Linked DNA regions of Mus musculus: region 2 is linked to region 1. A link is a contact called in public promoter capture Hi-C data. All regions are on one chromosome and are shown on one strand. The core of a region is the stretch at or near the end of the contact, and the rest is flanking DNA. Distances in the headings are between cores, read along the strand shown.

What was found. Promoter capture Hi-C pulls out the DNA fragments that hold promoters and counts their contacts.
Region 2: a contact with region 1 is called in a promoter capture Hi-C map of the 3T3-L1 cell line, with 2.3 times the contacts expected there. The contact joins two enhancer-like sites. A contact is called at or near these places in 2 of 39 promoter capture datasets (both in the 3T3-L1 cell line) and 1 of 9 other capture datasets (liver).

Annotation. Positions count from the first base shown.
Region 1 is chr5:5,177,313-5,183,968 of GRCm38.p6, reverse strand. All of the region lies in intron 5 of Cdk14 (cyclin-dependent kinase 14), which reads left to right. Among named protein-coding and RNA genes, the nearest start is that of Gm30151, 190 kb to the left of the region's middle. Within about 2 kb of position 3,323, at least 80 of the 459 cell types and tissues checked have an H3K27ac peak or open chromatin away from gene starts, as enhancers often do.
Region 2 is chr5:5,685,978-5,692,414 of GRCm38.p6, reverse strand. The region is part of intron 1 of Steap2 (six transmembrane epithelial antigen of prostate 2); the gene reads left to right. All of the region lies in intron 1 of Gm40262 (a long non-coding RNA gene), which reads right to left. Among named protein-coding and RNA genes, the nearest start is that of Steap2, 4.9 kb to the left of the region's middle. Within about 2 kb of position 5,149, at least 70 of the 459 cell types and tissues checked have an H3K27ac peak or open chromatin away from gene starts, as enhancers often do.

The DNA.
Region 1 (6,656 bases), core at 2,074-4,573:
AGAATAATCACAAAGAAAATAATATGATTAAAAATCAACAAAGTATGCTTTTATTTCAATGTATGGAGAAGAAGATGAAGGCAGTGAGTAGGAACACGGAAACATTTGAGCATCCCCGAAGAGATGCAGTGGATAGGGATAGAACTCTAGCATCTCAACTCTCTGCATTCAGGACACCAGAGAAAAGTGTTCCAGACTGGGTAGAAAGAGAAGAGTTAACTCCATGCTTTGTAGAAGAGATGAGCTTTAGTTCTAGCTACTCATCGGGGTAAATGTTGAGTAGGATATGTAAACATTAATCATAGGAAACCTGACAAGATAAAAAGTATAATAAATACCGATAGATACTTTTGTAGTTTTCCTGCAGAGAGGGACATTTTACAGTGATGAAAGGTCTGCCATGAGCATGATCTCCCCATTAGAAATGCATAAACTTTACACAATAGTTGTAATATACAGGGGGACCATAAAAGAAATAGACATTTCAACAATTTTACTCATGCATTTATCCCCAAATATTGGAATATCAATTGGAAGAAGCCAACCAAGATGTAGAAGGTAGAAATGATATGGTGACCAACTGGACACATAGTTCCAAGTAAAATGTGCATTCATGCATTTTTTGAGCAAACTGAATATTCTCGAGGATACGTCACAGGCTAAACCTTAACAGAAGTCTGTGTCAGAGGACTGCGTTCATCAAGGTGTCACTTCTGTCTCCTAAGCAATTACATTGAACATGAAGAACAAAAGTGAAATTCAAAAATTGAAAATTAAACAACACATTTCTGGATAATATATAGATAAAATAAAAATGAATGTTGATATTTTGATATCAATGAAAATAAAAACATCATCAAAATTCATGGGATGTAGATAAGTCAGTGTTTGGGAGAAAAGCTGAGCCTGGAACATACATTTTAGAAAAGAAATATGATCTCAACTTAAAATCTAAGCTTTTTCTCTAAGCGTATTGGAAAAGAGCATCACATTTATTTATTTATTTCCCCAAAACAGAGGGAGAATAATAACCACAGTGGAATCAGTGAAATAGAGAACGGAAATGCAGTAGAGAAGACAGTTAAACAGAAAGCTGATGTTTTTTTTTTGTTTGTTTTTGCTGTGCGAATATTAATACATTTTTACCTGACTGACCAAGATGAACAAGGTATGAGTTACTATACCACCAATGAGCAAACATAACTATTGACTTTAGAGGAATCATTGGTCTTTATAGGGCTATTATGAGCCACTTAATGCTAACAAATTAGACAGTTGATCTTAAGTGGACAAGAAGTAGTTTTTACAAAAATTGTTACTCTTGACAATTAGATGTTTGAATGCAAAACAGATCAATACTCACCTTGCAACCAATACCAATTTCAATACTAAGTTTGTGTATTCAATATAAAAAGTTTAGAATCTCTGGACACAGACCTGCTGGGAAGCCTTGTGATTTCAGATTAGAGATTAGCCAAATTTATGGAAGATGACAGTTTATCAATTGAAGTTGTGGTCCCTGAACACAGATCTATGAAAACTAAGAGACAAGTCACAAATCAGAAGAAAATATTGCCAAGTAATGTGTTTGATAAAGGATTAATTTTTCAAACTTATAAAAGATGACCAAGTTAAATAATGAGAAAACTCATATGTTGCAAACTGGATTATAAGATTATAGGCACAAAGCCTGTTGTAGAGTAAGGTGGAAACCATTGGCAAGTCAGGATCTTTTGGGACATCTGTCTCCTTAGATGCTGAGATCACAAGTTTCCATCTCCAGGGGCTGTCAGTTTTTGACAAAGAGCTATAATCATAACATACTGTTTGTTCAATACAAGAAAGTAACTCAATATGAGAAAAAAATCATTATATAACTTGTACAACTAAGAAGCTGATTGTATGTGGCAAATGACAGGTTGAATTTTTATGGCTGGCTAGGGGAGAAGCAGCTGGTGGAGGAATGTACTGGCAAAGGAATGAATGTACCTGCTTTTTCTAGCCTGTCCCTACCCCAGACCATCAACTCTACTCGAGTCACCTTTTAAAGACCGCATTAAACACTGCCTCTTCTCTGACATCCTGTAGCCTTTAATAGTGATATTCCCTTTCCTCTTCTTTCTTTTTTGTTCTTTGCAAGTATTACATGCTTGTACACTTATATTCCCGTGCTTAACTACATTAAGCTTTCTGGACAGATATGCTCATCTATGACCTATTGGTACCTTAGAGGCTGTGGTATGGAACAAGAACAGACTCCTTAGATACCTGCGTTCCCCTACTGTTATGAAAATGGAGCTAATGCAGAGACTAGGTAGTGAGTTAATAGATTTTAAGCAGCAACTAATTGGGCCACGATTGTTTCAGAATTAAGAGTGGAAGGAACCATGGTTATAGTCATACGTTGTGGTCTGAGAAATGAACAGAGGAGAGTTGTTGCTAAGTAGCTAGCTGAAGTAGAAATACTCTCCCTGCCACCCAACCCCACCAGTTTGCCTGCTGAGAGGGAGTTCTACCTTCTGAGTGGGTATGGAGGCTGCTCAGAAATTTTCTAATTGCAAACACTGCCTATCCTGTGTTCACCACAAGTCTCTTCTGCTGTGAACTGGAGTCTTGTCCTGATCAACATTTGTTTCTATGGTTACTTTTCATTTTCTTAAATTACCATTGTGTTTGGGACCTATATGGAAGCATTAAGGAAGAGGAAGATAGAACTAGGTATTGAATGCATCCATTTTGGGAGCATCAGCAAGTAAGGAGAGCATAAGTTGATAGGCCATTGTGAGAGTTGTATGGTCAAAGGTATTAAGCTCATGCTATGCTATACTAAACCTGAAGGGGTAGACATCTTGCCCCTGAAGGGTTTAATCCTAGTTTGTAAGGTCTGGGAAGAGCGCAAGGGATCATGTAATCTGGTCCTATCATTTACAGAAGATCAACTGAGTTGTAGGGAGGAGTGTTAGAATGATCAAGATCAGTAGAGCTCAGACCTGAGGCAAAGTCCTATGAGTCGTCAATGTGGAGGAGACAGAGGCCTGGTGGTGACTCAGCTCCTTAGAATGCTGGCCTCACCTCAGAATTGGATCCCATCTTCCTGTGGAGTAACCAGAAAAGTAAACCATTCAGATTTCTCTGCATTGCTCATATTCTTGTGACATTTTAGAATGCAATGGATCTCTTCTTAAAACCATTGAATAATTCCTATCTTGATTTGTTTTTTAAAAAATCTTAATTAATAGCACATGTGAGAGAAATGCACTATATAGTATATTGTGGGAAAAGTTCAGAAGGACAAATAAAAGGAAACTTGAGTATGGGATATTTATATTTTTTGGATACTTGCCAGCTCAGTCAGTTCTCTGGGTATACCCAAGAGCATTGAGTTGATAGTAGTACTTAAAAAAAAAAAAAAAAAAAAAAACCAAAACCCTAACATTTTGAACAGGACCCAAGAAAAAGAATTAAAGGAAATACTCAGCAAAAGCTTGGCAATTGTCCTGTTATCTGTGAGCCTTTGTGTGTGTGTGTGTGTGTGTGTGTGTGTGTGTGTGTGTGTGTGTGTGTGTGTGTGTAGCTTAGGGCCATGTGGGCAGGCTCCAGCAGTAGGGGAAGTATCAGCCTTAAGGGAAGCTTGCTGGCCACCCTTTGAGCCACATTCACAAAACAAATCAATGCAATTACTTTCTTGTAACCTAAAAAAGAATAAACACTCTTTGTAGGATAAGTCCAAGGGCTTGAACAGTCTCAGACTGTCACCTTAAGTTAGCTTTTGCACTGTATTTCATCTATGAAGTATAAAAAGCCACATACTGCCCTCCAATGACACATAAAGCTTCTACCCACAACTCTACACAGAACATCTACAATATTTCACAGTACTTACAGATTCACCTATGTGCTTCATGAAGTCCCAAAGCAGTATAAAAGTTTATCAAGTCATTAAAACGGCATGCCCATGTTTTCCTCATTATATCTTCCTTCAAATACAGAAGTACACACAGTATTATAGCAGCAAATAAAAGATTGGATGACAAATTGTGCTTGTTTATGTATATAAAATTGCTATTTGCTCTTTGTAGGTTTAAATTTTTGTTCAAAACACTTTTAGATTAAGGATATGCTTAAAGAATGAAGGATATCATATTAAATACTGAAACTTCAATAATGCTAATTTTTCCAAAATCATCCTAAATTTTTATGTCAAAGGAATACATAAAATTTATTGTTACTTTCTTGATCAGAATGTTTCTGTGACTTGAATAGTTTATATAAATATAAAAGATCCCAAGTAGAGTTGAATTTGACTGCTCCAATTGCTCTGTTGCTGTCTTGGCCAGGAGCTGCAGACCAACATACCAACATCAGCGCCAGTTTAATACATGCAGCCCTCTCTACAGGTTCAGGAATGTTAGAAAACAAACAAGGCTTGCCTGGTAGGAGTTCACTCATCACCAATTAAATATTGAGAAAATGAACTAGCTAATATTAAGAATTGTACTATTTCATAAAGCAATTAATATGGCAGAACTTATTGTCCTCATAGTGGAATAATTTGTGCAAAAGAAATTTGAGAGCTAATCTGTACCTAACATGGAAAGACAAGACAGGACAACTGCTATATTATAATTTTTTCTCATTTTTCTCGTGTGTGCTTCAGTCTTTTCCAAGTTAAAGTCCACTCCTGGTTTAGGTGTAACTTGGGCACCATACTTTTAGATAGTTCTTAATTCCTGCCTTAGTGATAATATGTAATAACAGTCCATACAGTTCTAATTTTTATCGTAGTGTGTATGTACGTGCACATTCATACATCCAGTCTCTCCCTGAAAGTGGGAGGCTTATTTTAGAGGACTCATTCTTTGTAAGCACACTCTGTGTCTTGCATTTACCTGCTGAAATACATGTCTTATAAAAATCTCAGAGAAATAAACATGAGGGTAACCTTCCAGTTGTGTGGGCCCCATTAAATCCAATCATAGTCCTTAAAGAAGAGCGAGAAGGTATTTTACAATATTTTGAATGGTTACTTAAATTATGTATATTAATTTAGAATTCCGACTTTTTGAAGACTGTCACTTTTATGAGGCAATTTGTTGACCTCCATCCATAGGAAGAGGAACATTTTCATGCTGGACATTTGTCCGTTTGCAGATGCGATGATTTTCATAAAAGGACAATAATACACTACAGTAAGACAAACACAACAATTCCAGCATAAAGACCAATGTATTATGGAATTTTATAAGTAAAATGAGAATATTTCAGTGGAAGGTTATAAAAAATGATGACCTTCCCAATTCCTTGAATGTTCTTAACTTGTTGAATTTGAACCATTTGCCCCTGTCACTTGCAGTTGTTTATTCCTGGGGAAGCCACTAATGTCACTGGCAAACGTTCCTTCAGGCACCTTTCCCTCAGGCTCTCAGGGTCACTAAGGTTCAGATAAACAGTGGATACCTTGGAGAACTAGGATGACCTTTAAGGGATAACAGGGCAGTCAGCATTCTTCTTTGCTAGGTGGCCCCCCTAAGTCTTCTTCTCGGTGGTTGGCATCTTCGACCATTCAGGAATCTATTGTCTTTGACTGGCTTCACTTTCTAATGAACATGAATTAGCCTCGCAGGATCTCCCCTTACCTTTTTGTGATGATTTTTCCAATTCTCTTTGTGCCGACTTCCCCATTCTTTGATAAGTTCCCAATCCATATCTCCACCTTTACTCTCAGCACTGAATTTCATTCACAAATATAAAAACATAATGATGGTTGAAAGAAGGAAGACCACAGAAGAACACATGATTTTTACAAACTACCAGGAGACACTCCTCTATGGCATTTAAATCATTCTAACTCAGGAATAATGTTTAGAGGGAATTATACAAGGACTTCTAAAGTGCTAGGAATCTTTTCTTTATCTGATCAGCAGAAAAGAGTGCAGAGGCTTGTGTTAACCTGATCTCATTTCTAGCCTGTGCCCTGGCACTTAGTAGGACTGTGTAGTTGGGGAGATTATCTATCCTGTCCTGTGTGAGGTTCCCGTGAAGGCTGGACAAGTTCCATGCCCAGTGATGGTCACTACTCTTGTAATGTGAGCTTGGGACTGAAAAATCATTCTTCCAGACTGTCATTTCAAATACTCGGTGCCATGTTGTAGATGCCACTTAGTAAGTGCCCCCCACCCCGTGGGAAGTAAAAAATAAATAGGAACCATTTCTTGCTCATAAAACAAAAACAAGATTTTGTGAAATAACTAAAAACATTTTCATATGTGTTGCCAGGAAGTCCAAGACTGTGTAGTTGTAATTGGTCCCCACAGACTCATGTTTGAGTGCTTGGCCCTCTGTGAGTGGCACTGTATGGAGGTATGGCCTTGTTGGAGTAGGTTTGGCCTTACTGGAGGAAGCATGCCATTGTGGGAGCAGGCTTTGAGGTCTTCTATGCTAAAGCTCCAACAGTGTGGGATACAGTCCCTTTAGCTGCCTTTGGATTAAGAGCTAGAACTTTTGGCTCCTCCAGCAATGGGCCTGCCTGTATGGTGCCTTGCTTCTCACTCTGAGGATAAAGGATTGAACCTCTGAAACTGTAAGCCAGCCCCAGTTAAATGCTTTCCTTTAGACACATCACAGCAATGGAAAGCCTAACTAAGACTAAGACCTTT
Region 2 (6,437 bases), core at 3,900-6,399, 510 kb before region 1:
AAAATGCATTTAGTGACAAAGAACATTCATTGCATACATAGTTGGTATGTGCCAGGCAGAGTGGATAGGAGTGTGTGTGTGTGTGTGTGTGTGTGTGTGTGTGTGTGTGTTTTGAGGATTTAAGTAAACAGTCCAAGAGCAAATAAGCACTTCTTTAAAACAACTCCCCGGGAACTTAACAGGGGCTGGAAGATGCTTGGTGAGTAGGCTGGAATCAATCACATCTGTAGGAGGCAGAGTCGGGTGGAAAAGAGATCTGTTTTTTCCACTTCTTGAAAAGAATTCTGGGGCTGGGCAGTAGGAAATATGGGGCCATCAGGATAAGGCTGGAGAGGTGAGCAGAAGCTGTCATATTTGGGACCTTTTGGGTCACAGTCAGGTATGAGAAGAAGCCGTTGACTTTTAAGGAAGAGAAATATTTTATGCCATTTGTGTTTTAAGGGGACCACAGCTCTTAGGTAGAGAGTGGGTATAGGTAAAAAGTGAAGAGAGACTGAAAGGTAAAGATAAGATACTGGCAAGCGAGGCATGACGATATTGCCCTTCAGGTGCCAGGTCCTGAGGCTGGGGCACTTGAGCCCAGGAGTTTGAGACCAGCCTCAACAGCACAGGGGACCTCATCTCAGAGTTGGGGAGGGGGAGGACTGGGGGTGAAGGTTTGATGTGAGAACAGATAAGAGCACCTGGGCTAGTTGGGTGTGCTGGTGTCCTCAGAGAAGGCATAAGAGGTACTTTAAAGGGCTGAGTTTGATGGCACCCACCTTTGATCTCAGCAGAGGCAGGCAGATCTCTATGAGGCAAGGCCAGCCTGGTCTACATAGCAAGTCCCAGACCAGCGAGAGCTACAAGACACTATGAAACCAAAGAACAGGGGTTTCCTGGTGAGGGCAAACAAAGCATAGAGATTGAATCCCCACTGCAGAGTCATCGCTTGAGCACCCGATAGGGAGTGGTGAAGCTGGGATACTGCAGGTAGAGTTGAGTTTTGAACCTGTTAGGTTTGAGATGTCATGAGAAAGGCTATGATCCGATGCCTTTAGAAGGCAGAAAGGGTGGTCTCCAGGGGAGACTGGGAAGATGGGTGGCTTTTGATGGGTGAAGGCGGCTATCGTGGATGTATGAGATTAGTAAACATGTTTGTCTGGTTTTTCATTAGCATTCTGCAGAGAGCTGAGTGGAGATACAGAGAAAATGGGTAGCTGGGTTCTTCTAGAGTTTTACTAAGTGTATGTGGTGGCAAGTAAGAATCTTTTCAATGAAATTACTCTCAGTGTCCACAGGCTGGGTTTAAAGAGAATCCAGGAATGGAATGAGAGATCCATAAACAAAAGTTGTTTTGCCTCTTAGACATCACTGTGAAGGTTTAAGCTGAGGTTATCAGGAAGGTACTGGATGTGCCCAGAAAGTGAATGCCTGGAGGCAGAGATTCGTTGCTTTTGATGAACAAATCATGAAAACAAGAGACCCCGAGGTTAAGATGCTTAACGCTACCAGGCAGAAGTGGTACCTGTAATCCCAGCACTTGGGAGGCAGAGGTAGTCAGCTCTCTGAGTTTGAGGCTGCCCAGGTCTACAGAGCAAGTTCCAGGACAGCCAAGGCTACACAGGGAAACCCTGGCTCCAAAAAAAAGGTTTATCTCCTGGAATGGTGAAGTCTTGAGATTGTTGACACGTGCTGAGGGACAGAGAACAACATCTCCAGTGAAAAGGGATAATCTAGAAGTCAGTAGAGAGCAGAGAGGCTATAGGGAGAGGTTGTTAGAGTTTCAGAGTACGTTAAGGAGGTTTGGATATGAGCTTGTGAAGAATACAGTAACCTGCCTCATGGCTCTGCAGGATTTGATTTGCTCGATAGCAGTCATCAGATTGTGAAAGTCATGAGAATCTCTGAGGATAGCTCTTTTCTGAATTGCGGTCATCCAACAACTGATGTCCTAGATGTTTCCATGCAATATAAATTAGGCTCTGTTTTTTTTTTTTCTTCTTTTTTCTTTTTCCAAAATCAATTTAGCCCAACTGCTGCCAATGTGCTAGAGGAATGTCAAGGAATCCTAAACTGAAAAAAAATAATCTTAGGGGCTATCTTAGTCACTGCTGTATTGCTGTGAGGAGTCATCGTGGCCAAGGCAACTCTTAAAAAAAGAAAGCATGTAATTGGGGGCTTGCTTACAGTTTCAGAGCTTTGTCCATTATTATCATGGCAGGAAGCACTGTGACACACAGGCAGATATGGTGCTGGAGAAGGAGCTGAGAGTTCTACATCCTGATATTTAGGCACAGAGAGACTGGGCCTGGCATGGGCTTTTGAAACCTCAAAGCCCATGCCTAGTGACACACTTCCTCAGCAAGGCTACACCTATAGGAGCCTTTGGGGGTTATCCTTAGTCAAACTAACACAAGGGCTGTGCAGCTTACAGTAATTGCATTGTTGTATAGTGGCAATATTCTCCGTCAAATATTAGCTGCCATAGGTCAAGTTAAATAGCCATAGGGACTTTGAATCTCAAGGAGCCTGTATGCTACTTAAAATATACTTTTAACGGGAACTCCTGTGCTTGGTGTTAAATCTGAGGTGATAATGCAATATCTTATGCTGCTTCAAGACTTCAAAAGAACATTTTAGCATTTGGAGACGATCATAGGAATCAAGCAGAGGCAGGCTGACAATCAAGATGGTTTCGGAAGCTTACACTAGTCCATTTACCTCCGCAGCACAAAAATAATAAAACTCACCATAAATGGAATAATTTTATCAATTATTTAATCTATATTGCATATATTAATTAATATTTTATATTAAATACAAACTTAGAGAAGATCAAGAATGTTTTACTAAAGTGGCCCTTGGACTAGCACTTTGGCCATCATCTGGAGCTTGTTAGTAAGACAGAAGTCAGAGTCACCCCAGCTCTCAATAATCTCAGGTTATATTCCAGGAGAATCCCAGCCCTGGTGCTCACATTTGCAATTAAAGCTTGCCAGGATCTCCACTTACAGACTGGGTTTGCTCAGACAAGAGAACTTTGGAGCCAGTAGAACGGAGGAAAACGGCACCCCCTCCTGGGAGAGCGAAGGGTTAATATCCCCAGAACACTTGGAATTTTGAGTGTTATGAAACAGGAACTCAGTGTCCTCCTGTGTGGTGTGATGACACATTTTAAGGAATGGCATCGCTTTTCCCAGAAAAGTGAAGGAAGGATGTTGCAGATCAGTAAGTGGGCTTTCTGATACTGCTTCTGAGTCAGGGAGAGGAATGGACTAAATGCATGCACACGTGCTTCACCTTCAGTCACTAAGGGCAACAGTTGTCCTCTGGGTAGTTATTTTTCACTGCTGGGAAGAACAATGTGAAAATAGACATAAATATGAATCAGCTAAATCTGCAGTCTCTGAACAGCAAAATAAATATTAAATTGAATCCTGACCTTCGAGAAGTGTTTTTGGACTTGTCTACCTATTCTTCGAACCTCGTGATCTCCTATAAAATTTCTGATACCCACACTGAACCCTTGGCTGATAAAATCAGAATGGAGGAACAGGTGGCCAGGGATCATTACTTTTAAATCTCTCTAGGTCGTTCAGTGGAGCTACAGTTGAAAATGACTACCTTGAGGCAGTTTTGAGACTTTCTAGCCACCAGTGGGGACCTCCCCACTGCAGATCTATTATGCAACCAAGCTCAGACAGACATGCAGAAAGAAATGTTATATTAACTCGTTGGTGGTTTTTTTCAGGCATTGAGGGATGCAGGACCTTTTTAAAAAGGGAGAGTTTGCAATTAGACAGTTTTCTTACATTGAGTGGCATTAGCTTTGTAACGTGGTGCCTTTACAGAAAGCTACTCATTTGTATATTAAAAATGGAGAAAGTGTTTGTGTAAATCACACCTCAGTCAAGTTGAATTTTTAAAAGTTCTGTGTATGTTGCGTCATTCATAATTTCATTGACTGGATAACCAGGAAGTCGGCGCCTGTTTTGTGTCACTGGAGAGTCAGCGCCTGGTTGAATGCTTGTTTGGAAAGTCATGGGGATTTATGAGTCCTTGTGTTCAGTGTTGGACGGATGCCTAAACTGATAATCACCCACCCAGAACACCTGAGGTTCTTAGTTGAGGAAACACTAGGGAGATGTTTTTGCCTTATTGAAAAGTATCTAAGGACAGAGTAGATGGCTGAGGTGATAAAGAGCTTGATGAGGTCCTCTGTTTTGTCCCCAGAACCCTTGTAGAGAGCCTATAATCCCAGCACTTCATAGGCTGAGACAGGGGGATGGGGCTATGAGACCCCCAGCTCAAAAAATGAAGTGGAAACTGATTGAAATAGGCACTCCGTGTTGACCTTTGACCTCCACATGCACAGGCACATACCCACAGGTGCTCCCTCACACATATGCACACACCTAAAATTATTATCTGAAATCTTTGAGAAAAATATTTTAACTAACTTTCTGGGATTATTAGATCCAATCAAAAAAATTTTTTTTTACATCTTTTTAGTTGAAAATGTTCCTAAAAGTAACTGAACTATTTCTTTGCCCCCACCTCTCTCCCCCACCCCCACCCCTACCCCCACCCCGCCCCCCATTTGAACAGGGTCTCATGAACCCAGGCCAGCCTTGAATTCTTGAATTCACAGAGATGAGCCTGTTTCTCCTTCTGGAGTTTAATGTTGTCCTTCATCCCTGGTCCTTGATCTTCCTGACTCCACCTGCCAAGTGGTGGGATTACTGTTGTTTGCCTCTGTGCCCAGCTTCTGTATTAGTATTTGCAATACAGTGAGCATAAAATGTTGTTTGAGTGACTCAGGATCGAAGAATGTATGTTGATCATATCTCCATCGCAGTTAGTTATTGAATACATATTGAACCTAAGAAATACATTGGAAATCTCAAACAGCCACGGAGTAACTCCACTGTGTTAGGAAATCACACATGCCTTGCCTTTGGGGTTTTCTGAAGGGTTTAAAAGTTTTCAAAATCTCTAAACAAAACAAAACACATATACCCATAGAAATCTGTTCTTGCCCTACATGAGCAGTTGGCTTTTGCTTGTTTATTTAAATGTCAAGAAGATTTAGGGACTGTCTTAGCACAAGCCAAAAGTTGTAATGTTTAAAGTCATCCTCTAGTTAGAGAGGTTAAGATATCTGGCATTCCGTTTCTGGAATGTGCCTCCTGGCTTTGGAGTATGACTAAGCAGTTAACTGTGGATTAGGGGTGGGGGCTGGGAGGGGGGGCTGACTCCAGGGTCTAGGGAAAGGCCTTTCCTCCTAACAGCTACTGGGGCTCTTCCACTTGGAGCCTCCTACTGGCTATGGAAATTATAGCCCTAAAGCTTGGCAGTTTTACAAACCAATCAAAGAGACAAGGGCTGCTTAAGATTGCCAACAGAGACAACTGTTATCACTACCCTTTCCTGAACAAAGGACATTGGTTATATAAAAGTAGGGACGAGACACAGGAGTTAGCATACCTGAGACCATGGGAAGCCATATTCACGCTGAGACATCCCTGGTTTAAACTAGATTGCACTTGTGGCACACTCATCAACATGGTGCAGAAGCCACACGTGAATTGGGAGTCGTTGGTAAATACAAATTTATTATCTTTTGCACATATGACACACAGGGCCTGGAGAGATGGCTCAGGCGTCAAGAGCACTGGCTGTTCTTCCACAGGTCCTGGGTTCAATTCCAACATACACATCGTGGCTTACAACCAGATAAAACTCTAGTCCCATGGGAGCCAATGCCTTCTGGTGTATAAGACTTACATGCAGACAAAACACCCATATACATAAAATAAATAAACCTTTTTTAAAAACTGAAAAACATATACAAAAACAGCACATGCACAGAGAGTGAGAGAGAGAGAGACAGAGAGAGAGAGACAGAGAAACAGAGGCTATCCAATTCAAGTAAGGGAGCATGCATCATGCAATGTTCCCTCCTGGCTTTCTAAGGTATATTCTGACCATATACTTTAGTTTTTTATTATAAGTACATCCAGTCACTCCCCAATGAGTGATTTTCTCCTGTGTAAGCGTGGTGCCTTCCTTTGCTTTTTATCTCTGTGCACAGAGCACACAGTGGCCGGATACACTCAGAGTGAGCCACTGTAGAGCAGAGCTACCTTGAGACTATAATTGCATCATCCCTTGTCAACTGAGATGTGTAAATCCTGTATTTTTTTGTGTCTTTTTTGGCCTAATTGAATAAATGTCATCAAGAGCTCTTGTATCCACTTGTAAGACAGTCAGGGAAAGACTCAGAGTATAGGATAAACAACTTATGAATGATGTTGATGCTGCCTCAGCATCAGATATTATCCATTATGGGAGATGGGTTGCTCTTGGGTCCAAATGTGGCTGAGCCCAGTGGGATATGAGCACACTCTTTGGCCCTTTTTCTTTTCTTCTCTCTAAAAACCAAATGTGCCTTC